Linked DNA regions of Gossypium hirsutum: all the other regions are linked to region 3. A link is a contact called in public Hi-C data. All regions are on one chromosome and are shown on one strand. The core of a region is the stretch at or near the end of the contact, and the rest is flanking DNA. Distances in the headings are between cores, read along the strand shown. Region 1 holds the start of LOC107900994 (conserved oligomeric Golgi complex subunit 3). Region 2 holds the start of LOC107901004. Region 3 holds the start of LOC107900997 (alpha-aminoadipic semialdehyde synthase). Region 4 holds the start of LOC107900987 (AT-rich interactive domain-containing protein 4).

Evidence for each region. A called contact is a pair of places that touch in the nucleus more often than the background predicts.
Region 1: a contact with region 3 is called in a Hi-C map of leaf, with 4 times the contacts expected there. The contact joins the promoter of LOC107900994 here to the promoter of LOC107900997 in region 3. A contact is called at or near these places in 5 of 34 Hi-C or Micro-C datasets (all in leaf).
Region 2: a Hi-C map of leaf shows a contact between it and region 3, with 2.0 times the contacts expected there. The contact joins the promoter of LOC107901004 here to the promoter of LOC107900997 in region 3. A contact is called at or near these places in 5 of 34 Hi-C or Micro-C datasets (callus, hypocotyl and leaf).
Region 4: a contact with region 3 is called in a Hi-C map of leaf, with 2.1 times the contacts expected there. The contact joins the promoter of LOC107900987 here to the promoter of LOC107900997 in region 3. A contact is called at or near these places in 3 of 34 Hi-C or Micro-C datasets (callus and leaf).

The regions. Positions count from the first base shown.
Region 1 is chrD06:16,859,774-16,862,883 of Gossypium_hirsutum_v2.1, forward strand. LOC107900994 (conserved oligomeric Golgi complex subunit 3) reads right to left here and starts at 1,787. Exons shown (of 25, transcript XM_016826807.2): 1 at 1,579-1,787; 2 at 1,116-1,199; 3 at 922-1,029; 4 at 721-765; 5 at 558-632; 6 at 343-438; 7 at 101-178. The coding sequence starts at 1,668. It overlaps LOC107900993 (DNA repair protein RAD51 homolog), which reads right to left. Exons shown (of 5, transcript XM_016826806.2): 3 at 2,990-3,100; 4 at 2,779-2,870; 5 at 2,235-2,654. The coding sequence ends at 2,487.
Region 2 is chrD06:16,538,979-16,542,049 of Gossypium_hirsutum_v2.1, forward strand. It overlaps LOC107901004, which reads right to left and starts at 1,720. Exons shown (of 2, transcript XM_016826819.2): 1 at 443-1,720; 2 at 1-48. The coding sequence starts at 1,533.
Region 3 is chrD06:16,710,385-16,713,866 of Gossypium_hirsutum_v2.1, forward strand. It overlaps LOC107900997 (alpha-aminoadipic semialdehyde synthase), which reads right to left and starts at 1,751. Exons shown (of 26, transcript XM_041095357.1): 1 at 1,549-1,751; 2 at 1,322-1,380; 3 at 734-989; 4 at 571-657; 5 at 367-496; 6 at 94-267. The coding sequence starts at 982.
Region 4 is chrD06:16,934,524-16,937,879 of Gossypium_hirsutum_v2.1, forward strand. LOC107900987 (AT-rich interactive domain-containing protein 4) reads left to right here and starts at 1,426. Exons shown (of 15, transcript XM_016826799.2): 1 at 1,426-2,525; 2 at 2,622-2,813; 3 at 3,020-3,073; 4 at 3,323-3,356. The coding sequence starts at 2,370.

The DNA of each region.
Region 1 (3,110 bases), core at 537-3,036, 150 kb after region 3:
AACATAAATCCTAAAGGATAATAGGCCATAAACCAAGACAAAAGCAATATATAAATTCAAAGTAAATCGATCTCTAGTTAAGATAGCATTCAAACCTTACATTCTCCAACTCATCAAAATACTTGAGCTTACTGCGAAGTGCTTCAGCAAACTCAATCAGCTTTTGCTTCCCCATTACCTGCAATAAAGAACAAGCTAGTGATGCAATCAATCGACTAACTTAAACCAAAATTTTCCATCCCACAGAGAAGTGGATTACAGCCAACAAACATAAAGCCCAAAGTGAAAAGCTAGAAACAAAAAGATGGAACCAAATTCCAAACCATACAAAAAAAATCATACCAATCGATCACAGGCATCATGAAGAGTTTTAGTTTTTGTTGCTACTGCTTGGTGTTGCATCTGTAGTTCATTAAAAAGATCTAAGGTCTCATCCACCTGCACAGAAGTATACTTCTAGCTTAGAAATCATGAGGAAAAGATAGATCTAACTTAATAAATAGCCAGCAAAGCAAATGATAGAATACACAGAGATATAAAACAGATCATGAACGTACTTGTCGAAGTATATCATCACAAGTCTGTATGCGATCTGTCAGAGTATTAACATAGTGCTGATATTTCTCCTCAGTCTAAGAGAACCAATTTAGATAAAATAAACAAATATTCAACAACATTGTCCAAGGAACGTATATGTTGCAACAAGATATGACTACTAACCTCGGACCTCATGGCCGATTCAAGATCTGTGAACCATTTATAGAACTGTACAGAATAGGAAAAAGAAGCAAATGCTTTAGATCAGAATTAATCAATTTCATAACCCTAGTAGAATTAGAACACTAGAACAACAAACTAATGTAACCATCCACGTAAGATTAGATTCCAACTCAAACAAGACACATAATAAATCTGATTTACCTGATTTGTATTAACCAAAATTGCCTCAATAGCTCCAGAATCTCCAAAATTGTTATCCTTTGTAGAAACAGACAAGCCAGCATCTTGCCCAGAGGTTCGCTCTTGAGCCTACAAGAGCACGTTCCAAACGTCTTTCACCAAAATATCCAAAATGCAATTAAAAAAAGTAAGCAACAAGCAACAAAATTACTCACCAAATTTGCCGGAAACGGCCTTTCCGCAACTGCATGAGATAGCATCAGTATTGCTCCTTGCTGCTGCTCCGTCAGAGGCGCATTCTACACACAAATCCAAAATAAAGAAATCAAATTAAGCAAAAAAAAAAATCTAAAATAGCGCATTCAGTTCCACAACACAGATCCGATCTTCAAACTAAAAATTTTTTAACTCTTCCGAATTATTAATAATATAATGACATTTTACTCCAAAAAAATAATGTGATAACATTTCGGTTACAATTACGGCTCCTGTCAGGAGATCGGATCTTATGATTGCTACATTTAAAGATAATGAAATCAAACTCAGGAGAAATGAGTTGAAAGTTTTTTAAGTTCATTGAGATCCAATTAAAGCAGATCTAAATTAGGAGAGGTTCAAATCGGAAAGTTGAAGGCAAAGGATTACGAGTTGGAAGAGTAAGTACAGAAGAAAGAGGACCTGTTCCCAAGTAGAAGCGAAGTTGTAGCCTTTGGAAATGGCTCCAGATTTGGGGAGGTTCGGAGGTGTTGCTGCTGGATTTGTTGCCATTCTTTTTTTCTTTTTTGTGTTCTGTTTTGTTTTGGGGAGTCTGGTTCTGATGGACCAGACGGACCTTTAGCTATTTGCTCATTAAACGACGCTACTAATTGAATCTAACGCCATTTTAAACCCGGTTGTGGTTTGACGTGGTGAAGCTGATGACCTTTCAAGACGTACTGTTTTCACTTCAACGACGTCGTATTCCATTTTCTATTTTTTTTTTTCACGTCTTAATTAATCTCTTACACCAATAAGGGAAAAAAGGAACTAAATAGCATGCAATTAAAAATCAAATTAGTTAATTCAATTGATTTAACCATTTTAAAAACATTAATTAATAATAACTAAGAAAATTTCATAAATAAAATAAATTTTCAAGAAGTTTATATTTACAAAAATCAAAGATGAAAATACCCCCAATTTATTGTTAAAAAAGTCAAATAAAAATTAAGAAAATTATATTTACAAAAATATGGTTTTATTGATTTTTAACTAATTTTTTACAAGTTTTGTGTTGTTGGCTAAATGTCCAATTCAATCTTAAAACTTGAAAATTTTGTTTTTTAAGGTTGATATACACTTCAGTTCAGTTTCCTGTTTTATTTTTTATAGGAGTAATAACATGTTCCATATACAGACGAAATGAGCAGCAAGACTTTGTAACGGATGCTTCCAATTTTTGGCAAGCTTCATTGCAAAGAAAGAAAATAGCAGAGTTTTGGGATTTGCTCATTAGCGGAAGCAGGTGGCTACAAAATAACATATTGATTGATCAATTAAAGGAAGCTTTGCGGCTACTTGTTTGGAAAACATTGAGCTGAAACAGCTCAGTCTTTAACATCAGCTACACCTCCTGGAGAAATCTGAAATCGAGCTTCAGCCTCGGCCAAGCAAGGTGAGCTCTCCGCTATCTGTAATAGTCTTTGTGGTCTGAATGTCCCTTCAGCATCAATGTACATTGCTTTTCCCTCACCACCTCCTTGATCTAATGGAAGCTGAAATATCATAGACATTTAGAAGCAGGCCAAATGCACTTACTGTTATGTTAGGCAGAAAAAGTATGTGCAACATATACATGAGTTGCAAGAAAACTCTGTGAATGAAGAGAAGAGGTCTTACTTGGCATGTCACACATAATGTGTGACAAAGCTGTGTCTTTCCCGAACGGAACTCACCATATATCTCGGTAATGGACCCAGTCTCGATTCCACCTGTTATATAGAAAACCAAGTGAGCGTGTAATGATACATACAATTAATTTACAGTTCATATAGTGAATTTTAACTGAGTGTTAAAGAGTCAAAGTCAAGATACATGAGAGCGTATGTACCTTCCAAAATTTTATCAAGTTCACTTGACCCAGATGTTATCTGAATTATCTCCAACCTTTGAGCATGGAGCTGGCTAGCACTGGTGAAGCCCAAGGGAACCAATTTGGAAGCTGTCAAGCA
Region 2 (3,071 bases), core at 470-2,969, 170 kb before region 3:
AGCCAATGCCAATCCCCATCAATTCCATCAATTTCTCCAATATCCATGCTGTGAATCACAACAATACATATCAATCAAACAAAATTAAAAAAAAAAAAAACTCTCAAGGACTGATGTATTTCACTCAATTTCTTAAGAAAAGCCCATGTGTTAAGCTTTAATGGGCCTTTTTGGGCTCTTACAGCCGGAAGCTTTTGTAAGGATGAAGGCACGGCATCCATTGGGTGCAACTTTATTATGTTTTACAGAAAACGAGGCAAATTTGACTCTTTTCTTGGTAAGAATGAGGCAAATTACTGCATTTTGGCAAAATTTGACCGCTCAATTAGATCCAATTTGAGAGAATTTCTAAATTTCCAATGTATGAATGAGCACGGTGAAAAATTCGTAATTTATACATTCTAAACACTTGTTTTATTTTTTTGAAAATCTGGATACTTACCAAGGTAAGGCAGAATCAGAATCCTGGAAGTAAGAATCTGGGAAAAGATTATTGAAATGGTGGTGCTGCAAGCCACAGTCATTTGCATTCAACCAGGCAGGGAGTTCCATGACTTGATCAAATGGTTTGTGGTACCCATCATCCTCACCTTTCACTTCGTTCCCATCTTCCATACTCTTCAAGAACTTGAACCACCATGCTGATGTTACCAAATTCACGGTGTCATTCCACTCCATTTGATGCTGCTCTCCTAATGATCTCATCTCAGCCATTCCCTCATCGTCCATAGCTTGATGCAGGTCTCCCCCACCGTAGGATGCTGTTGAATCGGCCATAGTCCCAGGCCCCACTTCATGTGACACTGCAACTGAAGGCACATCTTCAGTTACAACTGATAGAGTTGGGGAAGATGAGGATGATGAAGATGAGTAGATTGATGGGTTATTTCTGTTATGGTAAAGGTTGGAGTCTATGTTGTTGAAATCGTGAAAGTTAAGGTTTAGACCTAGGGTTTGGTCTGGTAGATTCAAAGTGTGTGCAGTAGATGTAAAAGGACTTGGAGAAGAAGGAGGCCAACTATAGGAATGGGAAAAATAGTCTATATTATAGGTAGACAAGTTGTTTGTCTTTGGTTCTTGCTCAAAAGGTGGTGGGAATGAAGGAGAAGGCTGGAGTGACCGTGATGATTGCTCTTCTTGTTGCTGTTCATTGGCTTGTTTCATGGCAGCTCTATGGAACTTGAGTGCAGTGACAATTTCTCTCCTAGCTTCAGCCATGTTAAGCAGCCTTTGTTGGTAAGGCCTGCGGGTATGAAATCTCCTCCGAACCTGTTTCTTAAGTTGTTTAGGTGGTGCGTGTGGTTGCACCTGGCTCTGTGTCTGTGGTGTAGCACTAAAACCCTCACCAAATTTGCTCAAATTTTGGCCATTAACGTAATCAGGGTCTTTGGCACTTCTGGAAGTGGTGAGTTGTTTAACCAGGCTCCGAATGTAAGCACCAGAGAGCTGAGGAGGCTCATCTTTGTGACTGTTTCTAATTCTATCAATTTCCATTCCTTCTTTTGCTTCTTGCTTGGAACATCGACCCTTCATATCTAACTTTTATTTTTTTCCAACTTAGTACCGTAGAAAGAGAAAGCTGGTTTGAAGGATCATGGGGGTGTTATTTTTTCCTCAAAAAAACTAAAATGCAATGTACAGAAATGCAGAGAGAGGTGCAGGAGACTGAAGTTTCACAAAGGGAGGGGGTGTTATAAATACAAGCTGACCTAGGGTTTGTAAATTGTTTTGGATTTTTCCTTGTTTTGGCAATCAACACTTGTTACCCTTTATTTACATGTTTGTTTTAGGCTTACTACTTTCCTTTACTAAACTGCCCTCCTCTTTCAACTACATTTACATTTCATTCATGCCTGGGAAGATCAATCCCGCAGTCCCACTTAATAATAGACTGGGGTTTCATATGCTTTTATCTTTCTTGCATGTGTCTAAAAAAAGACAAAAGAAACAGAAATGCGATGATGAAGCTTAAATATATTTTATTTCATTGAAGGATTTGGTTGCTGTTGATCCTCATTATTTCAAAGGGGACAGCTTCTGAATTACTAGGCAGGATTCAGCAAATGGTCTCTTCTTCTCTTGGGTAAATTGGATTGATATTTTAGCATGTAATTTCTTCATTTTAACCGGTGATTTATGTACGTGAGGGAATTTTAGGGCAAAAGCAAGGGTTATTCTGGTATCTTGTCTGAAAGTACGATGGGACCAGGCTATGCCTGTGAAGAACCTACACTTCCAAAAGTCTTAATACTACAACTAAAAGAGATGACTGACAAGGGAATCTCCATTACTGTTGTAATGTAGCCTTTTTTATATTTTGGAAAATAGGAGAAAATTTCCAATATTTTGCTGTTTAAAAACAAAGAGATGGACAAGATTTTTAGACCCTTTCTGAAGACGTTGTTCAGAAAGTTAAAAGACAAGAATTTTCCATACCATCGTCTCCATCATCAATACTTTTACTCCAATTGCAGGTGGCTAGCAGCGTCTAAGATATGGCTTCTGTGGTTTTTATTCAACCTTTCTGGCACCAATAATAGTGAAAATAAAACATGGAGTAAGAGATATTGTTACTGCTGTCAATAATAGATATTATGTTTATTTTATATTTGTGTAGAATTTACACATGAATTTGTAATAAATACCTCGTCACCTTTACTTCGTCTGGTCCCAACATCGTTTATGCACAACAACTGTCCCTCGCACGTGTATCCACGATCGGCACATTACATGTTTTTGGTCCACCTCGTGAAGGATATGTGTTTAGTTTCCTTTGCATGAAACACACGTGGGGTATTTCAATTTCGTTAGCGTCTATTATACTCCCTAAGTAGCCAACTACAACAATACTAGCACAATCCACGTGTCAAGATCTAAAGCCAAAGGATGATCACCTTCGCCTATAAATATCCATTTTAGAGGTCCTCTTCTTCAATCATCCACCCAATGCTATATACTCTTTTATTATCCTCTTCCAATGGCTCTCAATACTTCTCCATTGTGTGAACCGCCATCCTTTCTATTTACCTTTTTTTAATCATCAACAATTGATGTGGTGAGTATGGACAATA
Region 3 (3,482 bases), core at 501-3,000:
TAACATCAAATGAATGCAAACTCTGTAGCAGCACAACAGACATGTATTCTGATGGAAGATCACATAATTGAATGTTGTAAGAAGTTCCAGTACCATTTCCGGAACCCGTGAATACGAAGACTACAGGACATATCCCTGAAGGCAGTCCCTGAGAAGCTATCTCTTCACCCACGGTGATCACTGCAGCCTTTGCAGCAGCCAAGGAAGGATACATATATGATGCACCCAGAGACAGGAATGGTGTTGAATATCCCAGACTCAAATACCCTGAAATCTGATGACAATTCAGCATCTTCACATAGACAAAGGTATGCAAATGATAAAATCTCCAAAATTTTTAAAGGATTAAAGAGTCATAGAGCATACGCTGTCCCAATCCGCGTAAGAAATCGATCATTCCTGCTCTGCCAGCATATTTGCCAAATGCAAGTAACCTTTTACCATTGTCCCCAACAATAAGCTCATAGTCATACAACGATACCCTCTCCGCGAGGATCTACATGCATGCCATAGACAAAGTCATACAATAAGTTCATAGTGTCATACAAAGATACAACAAAAGAAGCTTACCTTATCTAACAATGGCATATTCTCCTTCTGAGCTTTGTGAGTATGTGAGAAGAAGGCATAAGCTCTATTAGGAAGAATCATGTCTAACTGCAATAAAGCACAACCAGTTAGGCCATAAAAGATTGTAAAATGTAAACAATAGGGAATGGTGAACCTTTAGCACCTTTGGTTGCTTGATACCCAAAATAAGACCACATTCTGATAAGTCATCTGATATGTGACAACCAACATCCTCGTAGAGCGAATCGTGATGGATGCGCTTCGTCGATGGCTGCACTATTATACGAGCTATACCTGTTTTCTCCCTCCCACTGTGTAAAAGTCGAGCACAATGTGATGGGGTGAGAGGAACCCTTCTTTCCCATTTATTTGATGACTCGGAAAGAATCCCAACAACTCCATTTCCAAGCATCTTGAACCTTCACCACAGAAAACAAAAGAGAAAAAATGAACAACTAGGACTATTACAGGCTTCTTTAGAATGGTATTGAACAAAAAATACTAATCAAAGTATGTTTCTTACAGAGGATCCCATAATAAAATAGAAAACAAATTAAGTATGAAACAAATTGCTGCAGAACAATTATACCTCAATGAGAAATTTAAATACCGCTGACAGTTTTTTTTATTAGGATCATTTCTCATTCAATCGAACAAATTAAGTGTGATTTTGAAGTTATATAAAAACAAGTTGAGGACAGATTCAAACACGTAAGAGAGATAAACAGAGATTGAAGAAAATAAAACTTACTTGTAAATGAAGAATTAAACGATGAGATGAACCCAAATTGAAGCGGTGATCAAACAACTCTGGGAAAGAAAAAGATATATCACTGAACTGAAGAGTAGAGACTATGAACATGTATGAATTACATGTCATTAGAACAAATATTAGTCTGAAACTCAGAAATCATATTGATTGAGTTTAACAATGAAAATAATAATAATAATAACGTTGAAACAGAGGAACCGCTTTACGTCGAAAGAAAGGAAAAGTTTAGTTGTGAAAAAAGATGGGCGGCTGCCACCTAGCTCCCTGGAATCATAGAAGAAGAGATCGTAATACGGATTAAAGGCTTCAGAGCGGAGGAAGTTTATCAGAAAAATATGGTATAAATAAATGAATGATGATATGTTAATGCATGTATCTGGAATCCTACTCGTGAAACATGGATGGATTATCACTTCCTTTTTTGTTTTTGGGTGATGATGAGGATATGACGCTAGGGACAGAGAAGATGGGTCCCACTTTTTAGTTATTACATATCTATTACTTCCAATCACGTGGGTCCACGTATATCCTAGCTCCAAATGCCTTCCCATATTAAATCATGTCTAATGTTAGGTTTCAATTTTTGCCACCTGGGACAAGTTACCCTTTCTCCACCTCATCACGTCTCCTTAAGACTTGCATTTACAAAATGAATACTCAAAGTCCAATTACACCATTTGTATAAATATTAAGGAAAGCTTCAGAAATAAATTATGATGTTGGAGTTATTCAAAATGGTACCACCACTTTTATGTGTAAAGGGTTTTTTAAAATTTTAAAAAATATTATTTTATTTAGTGGAGTTATTTTAAATGGTTCTACCAGTGCACTGTGCTTTATTATTATTATTTAAGAAATATCGATAGATAAAAATTAACTCCCCAAAAACTACTAATTCGTCTGCCCTATTGGTACGGGGTTCTCTATCTGCTGGTTTTGGCACGTTTTTCTGTCGTTCTGGTTCAGGTTTCTTTCACTTTTCTTTTGTTAGTTTTCTGGGTGGTTCACGTTCAATTTCTTTTCCTTGTTTCGACTGGAATAGTGTGGTGGCTATGATGGAAGATGCATTGGAGAATTTGAAATTACTGGATGATGAGGAGGAAGCGATAAAGAGGATGAAGGAATCGTGAGTGTTGCTTATCAATTTTGTCTAGTTGGTCGGTGTCTAACAGACAGTGTTGTTCATTTTCCTTCACTGCGCAATACAATGACGGATCTTTGGCATCCTATAGGAGGAATTTGTATAACGGTGTTGGGGGAGAAACGGTATCATTTTCAATTTTTTCATGAGGTTGATCTTGAAAGGGTTATTGCTAGTATATCGTGGTTTTTTAATAACCATTTACTTATTCTTCAAAAAGTTTCAGTTGGGGTAAATCCAGCAATGATGGAGTTAAACCATACGGAGTTTTGGATACAAGTTCACGATTTACCTCCGGGGCTGATGAGTGCATCAATGGCAAAACAATTTGGTGATTTTTGTGGGAAGTTTATTGAGTATGATACGTCCATTCCGACCTTGGGGCTCTAGAAATATTTGCGTGTTCGTGTTTGTTTAAATGTTACTGCCCCTTTGAAACATAAAAAGAAAGTTCTGGTAGGGAAGTCTATGGTTGTTTATACTCGGTTCAAATATGAGAAGTTAAGTTTATTCTGTTTTATTTGTGGAAAGTTGGAGCATATGGAGAGCTATTGTCCTTTTCGACTAACTATTGATTCATCAAAGATAGTTTTTGGCTGGGACTTATCGTTGCGCGCAGTGGTAAGACGTCGGAACATGGTGGTGAGAGGTGGTTATGTGCAGCAGTCATGTCACCATGTAGTGAAGAAAATTTGGCAGGTGTCAAATTTGGTAATTCGTTAAATGCGGGGAGAGATTTAGGCCATAATTCTAAGAGGTCTGGTGGGAATTTGAATCCTAATCCTAATCTAGTTCCTTTGGGATCGGATCAAATTCAGGGAGTTGGTAAATCAATCATGGGGCGTGATGGGTGTATCGATGCTTTGACTACTGATGGGCTCGTTTATGGGCCCATGGAGTTAGTTTTGGATGAGAAAAATGATCCAATTGCGTTGTCTGATGGCAAAAAGTGACAGAGAATTGTGGAGAGTTCACAAGTTCTTATGGATGATAATGTGG
Region 4 (3,356 bases), core at 176-2,675, 220 kb after region 3:
AATAGAAATACTAAAAGATAATTCATTAACATGTAATCTTTCCGTGATTAGTGAAATTCTGTTCATGGAAAAAACTTGCTAAGAGAAAGGGTTAGTTTTGCTAAACATCTCCAAACTATCATTTAGATTTTAAATTAGTTCTTGGATTTTAAAATATTGTAATTGAATTCTTAAAATACTAATAATCAATTTAGTCTGTAAATGATTGTTTGAAATTGACATAAAATATATTTAAAACATGTGAATCAAATTATACATGCGTGTATATATTGTGTTGATAGTTTGAACCTAAAGCGCTAAAAAGAACAGACAACATTAATAAAATTTAGGAAGGTTGTTTTTATTTTTTATTTTTATGCAATAGATTCAAATTATTCATGTAGTAGGTACACAAATTTTGGGATCGTTGTGTTTAAATATCCTTCATATTAAATTTGATCCAGCATTTAATGCCCAAGTTAATGACTTGATGAACAAAAAAACCTAATTGATACAATACTAATACTTTAAAAATTCAATTAAAATATTTTAAAATTAAAAAGCCAAATTAGAATTAACCTATAATTTAAAACTGTATGATACAATTAATCCTCAGTAAAACATAATCCAAGAATTATAAAGGCAAGTAGTTTGTTGTAGAAATTAAGATTTTGATTATGAATTTCATCCCCAAAAATTAATCTTTATATTTTAATTTGTCAAAGTTTTGTCCTTGTAATTTATATACCTCATAAAAACCAAGGAGTTAATTTGATTACTGTTGATTTTTGTTAATTTTTTACATATAAATTGTAGTGTTGTTTGAATCGAGCAGAACCAGCTGGTTGAGAGACCGACCTGAAAAGTGGCTTTGGATTGATTAGACCGAAAATCGGTAAAAATTAAATAAAAAACCGGTTGAATCGGTTAAGAATCGATTGAACCAGAATTTTTAAATTTTTTGAAAATTTAATAAATTTTTAATTGGATCAGAAAGTCGGTGATAAATTATTGTTATGGTTATGTTTTTGCTAATTTTTTTACTTAACAACTGATGTTGAGATCAATAATTTAATAGTATTGCCACTTTAATTTTGAAGGATGAAATTGTAATAAAAGATAAGTTATTAAGTTTTTATAGAATAAAAAGATGAAATTGAGAATAAAACCAAGTGAAAAGAAGAGTGAAAAAGAAAGTGGGGGAGTCAAATCCAGGGAACTGGGTCCCAGTTCGTACAAAGCGAGCAGTTCGAGTGCTGAACGAAGAACATATTTACCTGAAAAGAATTTTTGTTTTCGGGGCTTTTAAAGTCTCAGTAAATAATATCATTCAATCCCAACACAAATTTACCCATGATGATCACCGTCATGATCGCTTGGACAATGAGAACAGAACCAAACCAACCATTCTAAATCTTTGTCCAAACAAAAAAAAGAAAGAAAAGAAATTAGAAATACCCTTCATTAATGAACGTTTTCCGGTTGTATTGGACTTTGAAGTATAGTATTCAAGAACACAAAAAAGCAGATACAGAAACTTTTCACCTCCTCAAAGTTTGCGAACGAGTATAATGCATTAGTTATGATATCTTTTGAAGCACGGTAACTTGAAAGAAACAAATTATTAAAAAGTCAATTAAGAAATGGGCATTTCTTTTTCCTTTTTTGTGGATTTCCTGATCAAACGGTTCATCAAATTCACTCTTTTTGACTTGGGAAACTGTAGTTATTAAAAATACATACTGACAACAAAGAGAAAAAAAGGGAGGCTCTGGCTGGGCTTTTTTTTATTTTTAATTAATTTACTTTGATTTTAATCGAATTTTGATTTTGATTTTGGGTTTTTTTTTTGTTTTTGATTTTAATTTTTTTTGTCAAAGGCGGTGCTAGTGGGGGATTGTTAGTGAAAGAAGGAATAAAGATGTGTCATTTCGGGTTTTTTATTTATTTGAGATTTCTTTATTATTTGGGAGACTGACTCTTCTTAAAACTTAGGGTTCTTTTTTTACTTTCCGATTTTTGTTTTGGAAGGATTTGCTTCCTGAGAAATTTTCTCGGTATCTTCGTCTGGTTTGGTAATTTTGTACATTCGGGTTCTCGATTCCCTTGTTTATTTCATCTGGGTCGGTGGGTTTTCTTCAGATTTTGAACTCTCCACCTTTGGTTTTTAGGGATTTTCAAGTGTCTCAAATACAAAGTGAAGTTCCTTTTTGCTCTGTGATAGAATTTTGGAAAATCAGAGGTTTCGAGTAATAAGATTTGCAGTTGGCTTTTTAGGGTTTTGATTTGATTTCAGAGTAATGTTTTAGGTTTTTGGGATTTCTTAAAGGGGCCATTGGTGCCTTGCACTTAGTGGCAAGTTTGGGTCTTGCTGAGTCTGGCATGTTTTAATGATGTTTAGTGCTCAAAGGTCTTCAAGGAACCATTGCAATCTCCTTGCTATTCTTTGTGGTGGTGAAGTTTCTGATAATAAACAGAAGCAGCCAGTTTCTAATGATAAGTCCAGATACCTTTTTCCAGAGATTGCTTCTTCAGGTCGCTTGGAGGTATATAAATCGTGTTAATAGTTTTTAACCTTTTTTAACTGTTGACATTTTAGCAGAACTTCTTATAAAGTTGCACTTTTACTTATTTAAATGCAGGTTCAGCTTCTGAACAATCCTAGCATCGATGAGGTTCGACGAGTTCTTGAATCGTCTGAGCCAAATGTTGTTTACTTACAAGGAGAGCAGAATGCTGATAGTGAAGAAATTGGTTATCTGGTTTGTGGAGATGTTCACTTGTCCACTCCAGAAGCTTTATACGGACTTTTTGGTTCCACATTGCCCACCACTGTTAGTGAGACATGATTTTCTTGTAGTACTTGTTTAATAATGTTTATAGTTTGATCCCATTCTCCCTGAAATTATACGATGGGATTGTTTCATGCATGTTTCCTTTTGTTTTATACTTCCTTTTACTAGTTTTGCTGGTTTCAGACTTTCAGTGCTCATTTGAAGTTTATTATGTTTGGTTGATTTATTCTCAAATGTTTGTGCAGGTTTATTTAGAGACTCCCAACGGTGACAAATTGGCTGAGGCACTTCATTCCAAGGTAAAGTTATTGATCATGATCATAAAGTGAACAAATGGAAACTTGTTATATATATTTGATAAATTTCTTAAACCACCCTTAACTCCGCAAACCTCTAACTAATTATTCATCTGAGGAGAACCTTACGCGCCTAAATCCATTCGCTAACCTTAGGAGTCTTCAGCAACATCGGTGCCAATTGAGCTAGTATTCAGTAGGCTTCTTTATATTTTTATTAAAGTTGTTGACATGTAATTTTTCCTCTGGCAGGGAGTCCCTTATGTTATATATTGGAAAAATACAT